2 separate regions of the Gasterosteus aculeatus genome follow, and region 2 is linked to region 1. Evidence: chromatin contacts called from public Hi-C data. All regions are on one chromosome and are shown on one strand. The core of a region is the stretch at or near the end of the contact, and the rest is flanking DNA. Distances in the headings are between cores, read along the strand shown. Region 1 overlaps LOC144410194 (a long non-coding RNA gene). Region 2 overlaps LOC144410194 (a long non-coding RNA gene).

The links. A called contact is a pair of places that touch in the nucleus more often than the background predicts.
Region 2: a Hi-C map of liver shows a contact between it and region 1, with 2.6 times the contacts expected there. The contact joins two enhancer-like sites. A contact is called at or near these places in 5 of 6 Hi-C or Micro-C datasets (liver, skeletal muscle, tail fin and 1 more).

What each region holds. Positions count from the first base shown.
Region 1 is chr7:21,834,492-21,837,362 of fGasAcu3.hap1.1, reverse strand. The region is part of intron 4 of LOC144410194 (a long non-coding RNA gene); the gene reads left to right. Among protein-coding and RNA genes, the nearest start is that of LOC120822014, 11 kb to the right of the region's middle. Within about 2 kb of position 1,457, at least 5 of the 9 cell types and tissues checked have open chromatin away from gene starts, as enhancers often do.
Region 2 is chr7:21,877,950-21,880,820 of fGasAcu3.hap1.1, reverse strand. The region is part of intron 1 of LOC144410194 (a long non-coding RNA gene); the gene reads left to right. Among protein-coding and RNA genes, the nearest start is that of LOC144410194, 3.7 kb to the left of the region's middle. Within about 2 kb of position 1,425, at least 3 of the 9 cell types and tissues checked have open chromatin away from gene starts, as enhancers often do.

The DNA.
Region 1 (2,871 bases), core at 208-2,707:
GCAAGGGTCAGCTAAGGTTGAACTGCGGTTGTGTGTTCGAGGCGCTCGTACTGTAACGGTCTGATCCGGCGGGCCGGAGGGGGGAGCGCACTTCAAAGAGGGAGAGCGAGCGCCTCTCTCTCCTCGTCTGGCCTCATTGAAACTGGGCTAAATGAGCTTCGCGAGGGGCTTTTGTTCCTGCCGGTAGACAATTCACAGACTGGACGGAAGATGCCCGAAAAAAAAGAAAAAAAAAAGGACAGGAGGTCATGTGTGTAGTTCATTATCTGCCGCTCAAGCTGCCGGACGCTTTTCTGCACGCCACCCCAATTGACTTGTAAGGAACCATGAGATGTTGTTCTGCTGAATGCGAGAGGTCCAGCGAGTGGACGCTCTGACCGTTCCTACAGTGGCCACATGTCAAATTTCACACAGCCATGAGACGGAGACTTTGTACTCGAGCGCCGGCATTTCTCTCTCCACACATCCGACCTCGCAGCTTCCTACGCTAATATACAAAGAGTCCTTAGCAGCTCACATAATGGGCCGTGACATTAGCCGTGACTGATGACTGACGGATACAAACTCTTTTTTTTTCCGGTCTGCCGGAGTAAAACTAAGGCCCATACCTGCGCTCGGCCCAGAGGAACATGATAGCCGAAGAATCCGACGTATTCCTGGTTGTCTCAGGCCGCTGCGCAGACATGTAACATGTGCTCTGCTCTCCTCGGGTCCCACAGGGGGCATGGACAGGAATTCAGGGTCAGGGGTCAGAGAGAACATGTGCATGTGCACTGCTGTAGCTTGGCAACAGGTGCTGTGCGGAAGCCAATCAGCCCTTTAGGATTGCAGCAAACCTTCAATCTAATGTTTCCACATCCTATTTTTTTTACCTTTTTGTTATAGAATAATATAATATATAATGATATTTTTTTGAAATGACTGATTAGACGTTAGACAAGGCGAGCCGCTCGCGAGATACAACATCTGTGCAGAGAGAGAAGCTCGGATAGCTCAGAGGTGGTTAGTGTCTCGGGGAAATGATCGCTCTTTGCCAAGGTTTTCCTTTCCCCTCCTGAGAGGCCCAGCCATTCAGCACCGAGGTCAACGAGTACAGGCCGTTACCCACAATGCCCTTGAACCAGGGGGGAAAAAAGGAAAGAACCTGAATATGCAGAGCGGTTCCTTTAAGATGGTAAGACTGGAGCTGCGTGAATGCACTCCGAGGCAGAGCTGCAGCCAAGATGGGAGAGGAGACGAGAGGGAGGAAAGGGGGCCAGAGAACAGAGATCCTCTACTAATGTGTGGAACGATAAACTTGTGTTGCCCCTTTTTCTGCAGCAAAGCTCCCAAGTTGAAAGTATTCATATTGCAAAATTATGGGTGTCAGTTTGCTGATTGCGCCGCTCGACGAAAAGGAGTGTTGTTGCTAGGAGAGGAGAGACTCAGCCGTCTCTCATTGGCCACCAGGATACGTGAGATGGGCCAATGAGAGCCCTCCCCCTAACAGCAGCTATAGTGGAGCGACCCCCACATGCAGACCTGATTAATATGTCAGACATGTTTTATGGGTTAACGTGAATCAGGCTGCACGTATTGAAAAGACTGCAGCAGGGAGTGTGTGTGTGTGTGTGTGTGTGTGTGTGTGCGTGCGGGGGAGTGTAAGTCTGTACAGTATTTGTGCCAGGGGAATATGCCAGACTGACATATCACACACACTACTATGAGCTCCATCAACCATCTCAATTCTGAAAGCAATGTTCACACACGCACACACGCATGCACTGACTGTAGTGATGGACTAACTCAAAACAGACCAGAGGAAATAGGGAATAGGATTCCTCACATGTACATGATTATCAGGAGAATGCGGCGCTCAGAAGAGAAACCGGAGTGAGAAACTAGACTCTCTTTTAGTATCATGATGTGACTTTGAAGAGGACTGCGGTCTATTCTACTGTACAGATGATCATTTGTAACAGGCAAACTGAGCCTGACATTTAAAGACACCAACGCACCAAGGACCCACCTGGGTTTTGTTTAGAATTACGATGGTGAAGCTCTGAGGAGGTGAATACTTCGTAATTTGCTCGCCGGCCTTGTAACCGCTGAGCTTGAGCCGCGAGTTGATAGCGTAGCTTAGCATGAGCGCTTGAGCGCAGAGTAAGAATGATTGAAATCTCCCCAGTGAGTGTGGAGATCTATATCACATTGCATTGGGACGGTAACTCATTTTTGGTTGAGGGATTTGTAATGTACTGTTTTTTGGTGAACAGTCATTTCATATCATTTTCACCACATAAAGCAAACTTGTATTTCCTGTCAGTTACGTTGCATTGATGATATTTTGTATCACCAATCAAGACCTACTGTAGTGGATAACTGCTGTGAGTCTAATCGTTAAAGATGCTCTGATCTCCTGTAATGTCAAAAGTGCCGCACACAGTGACAAACCCACATGAAATTGCCACCCGAATGTCTTTGCATTAAAGAAAAGGAAAGTCCTTCTCCAGCACTCACGAAGGTTCCCCTTTATTCTACAGAAAAATACATTGTCCATATAGACAAAGTCGTTCCAGAGTAATTGCTCTTTTTATTATGGGTAGGCCATAAAAACATCTCCGGGCCCCGAGTGCTGTAGTGAGTGTAGTGCGGCCCAATAACTGTAGGGTTGAGGTCATAGTCTTCCTCCGATGGTTAGTGCAAACATTACACCAGCGATTTAAGCATGATTTAGTTTCCCCGTGATGTAATCTAACATGTCTTAAAACGCTCCCGCTGACTCCGGCAGTACAGATGTTTTCAGTGGGTTCGGACTTTAAACATCTTTTGGATTTACACAAACGGCTCCAGCTCGCCGACCTATTTCTATCCCAAACAAACTAAAAATAA
Region 2 (2,871 bases), core at 176-2,675, 43 kb before region 1:
CACAAAATAGCCAAATGTACAGTAAACGTAGTAAGAATTACTCTACAGAGCTGTATAAAAGAAGTTCACAGTTACATGGTCACCTGCCCGTTCTCCATAAGTGAGACTGAATAACCTAGAATGTACACGAGGCTCAACCCAAACACGCACCTTATTGCCCGTCATAACTTTTACCTCACGTTTGTACCAACCTTTCCTCGCGTCTTCTTGATTCATTAATTCATCAAAGAACATCTGTCTTTCTGTATGTGGTAGAGAATGAAGAAGGTAACAGAAATGTGTCGCTGCGGTGTGTCACCGGGATCGCAGGATGGATTATTGCACTGGAGGGGAATGGAAGGCCTTGGGTCCAAAACGGGGCTCACGGCGGGTGGAAACGTGTGACCGAGCGACGTTTTCCCCTGTAGCAGCTGGCATGAAGAGACACGACTCATTGCAATGATCGCACACCATGTCACTGAGCCGTTTTGGGTAATCGCAACACAAACCAAAGGTCGACGCGTTGGAGGCAGTGAAGGCGTCTGCTTGGCTGACGTGTGGAAGAGTCATCCCGCACAGAAGATAACTCGTTCTTCTTCTTGGACAGAAGCTTTTTGTCCCTCTGTCATGACGACGCACCTATGTGATGAAGTCAGTTTGCTTGCTCAGTGCGACAGTATATGTTTACATTATTTCCACTTAGAATTCCTCCAACCTTTTTATGTGATTGTGCTGTTGACTGTTTGGATGTGAATAATATTAAGAGAAGAAGAACACTTCTGGTGGGTCAGTCCACGAATACGAATCACATGGAGCGGGTCCTGCTAAAACCTCTTCAGAAACTTCTAGCTTTCATTTGACGGATTAGAAGTGTAAACCACACGTTTATTTATTGTGGCGGCATTCCTTTGTTCTGATGTTCCTGAGACCTGAAACCCCACCTGCAGGTGTCAGGACGCCCTGTTATATATAATCGCTGCATGCGTCACATGTATCAGGAATAATGGGTGACGGCGCCCAGTGCACTTGTGAATCTCTGTTTACATACGGATGGGTTGTATTAGGAGGAATAATCAGTATAGTATGGAGCCGTATCCTTGTGTCAAGACAGAAGGTACAGATGACCGGCCTGAACCTGCTCATTTTCTTTTCTTTTTTTCAGGTAGGACAGCCCCTCGTAAAAGAAACGACTGTAATAAACTAACTCCCGGCGTGCCTGCCAGACCACACGCTCGCTGTCGGCTGTAAAATATGACCAAGCTGTTTCCCCCTTTTCTCTCCTCACTCTCTACCCTTTTGACCCGTCCTCATATCTTATTCCCCCCCGCCCGCCCCCTTCTCTCCATATCCAAGAACGTTTCTTCTTTCCTTTCCGTCTGTCCCTGTTAGGCCTCCGTCGGCCTGCGACAGCTCGCCTCGCTGAAGGCTGCTTCACTCTCTTCCCTCTGCCTGCTTGTGCAGCATGTGGTAGTTATGTCATAAGTAGATAACCGGCGAAGCGTAATCGTTTCCATACCTCGGCACACGGAGCCCAAATGTGGCTCAATGAGTAACACAGCGCTGCGTTCTTGAAGTCACTACTAATGTACTCATCTACATTTTACTCCGTCAAAATGGTAGCAAATGGCAATAGATGGTTGGACTCTCGCTGCTTTTTCAGCTCTCTAGTGACCTACTGCCTTTTTTACGCTTTCACTACACTTGTATTCATGCTGCAAAAGCTTGTACAGAGGATGTTGAACTGAATCTGAGCCCAGCCGCCTTTCCTGTGAATGAAACTAAACACTCACGATGCCACAAAGAGGAGATATGAATTGGACTTGTTGACTGGTTGTTGTAGGTGAGAAGTTCTTCCGTTCGGATCTCTTTCTGCCTCGGCGGGCCCCGCGGTGTCAGTCCCAGTGACCCGGTGGTTGCTTCTAAGAAATCTGGCTATTGACGACCAGAGAACAGGACCAAAATAAACAACATACTGTGAGGGGATTAAGGGCCTCTAGAATTACAGCCCTCAGAACATACCCAGATGTTGCCTTCCTGGTGCTCCTCAGGTAACGCACGTGACAGAGCGGTGGTGTGCGGAGGAGCGAGGTGGTGGGACTGGAGGCCGTAGAGCGCCCCTCCGAGGGAAGCTCTCCCAGCTGGGCTCCAGCTGGTGTGATCAACCTGCTGACAGCCAGAGGATCTTTAACTGTTTACTTTCTAATGCAGCGAACAAGGAGCAGGGAGGTTTGAAAAATTGCTTAAATCTTAACCAAGATAACGGCTGTACCTTTAGGGGCAAATGAGAACGGGTATAGAAATAGAGATTTTTATTTATATTTTTCATTACGTCTAAAATTTCCGGACTAAAGTGATATTTAATATAGGGTTACAGTGGGTTTCTGGTGCTCCACCAAAGTCATTCAACCCGTGTATTTATTACGTTTTAAGTTGGGACCATCTCAGTACCCTTCGCCATCGGCCTGACGACGGATAAGCCAAATGTAGCCGGCAACGACTTAATTTGCAACTTAAGATGCAAGACTAGAGGATGAGAGACCTCATGTACGACTAGACTGGCCACGTGTTGCTAGTTTAGAAGTTCCCTTTTTAAACCAATAAAATCAGACGAAAGCCGGTGGTTTTCGAGGTTACATTTCGGCCGATGCGTTTCGCCTCTTTTGCTCTCCAAAAAAAGAAAACATGGAGGAGGGTTTGGTTTTTCAACCGACTCCCAGAAAGCTGCAGGTTCGAGACTCTCAGCTGCTTAAAATCATAATAATAAAGTATTATGTTTGCTGCCCATCTAATTAACCATCCACTACAGTATTATATTTGCTCTGCAACCTTCATTCTATATTTAGCCTGTTTATTGTTTAAATGTCTGTATTTTCTTATCCTGTTGCCTTCTGT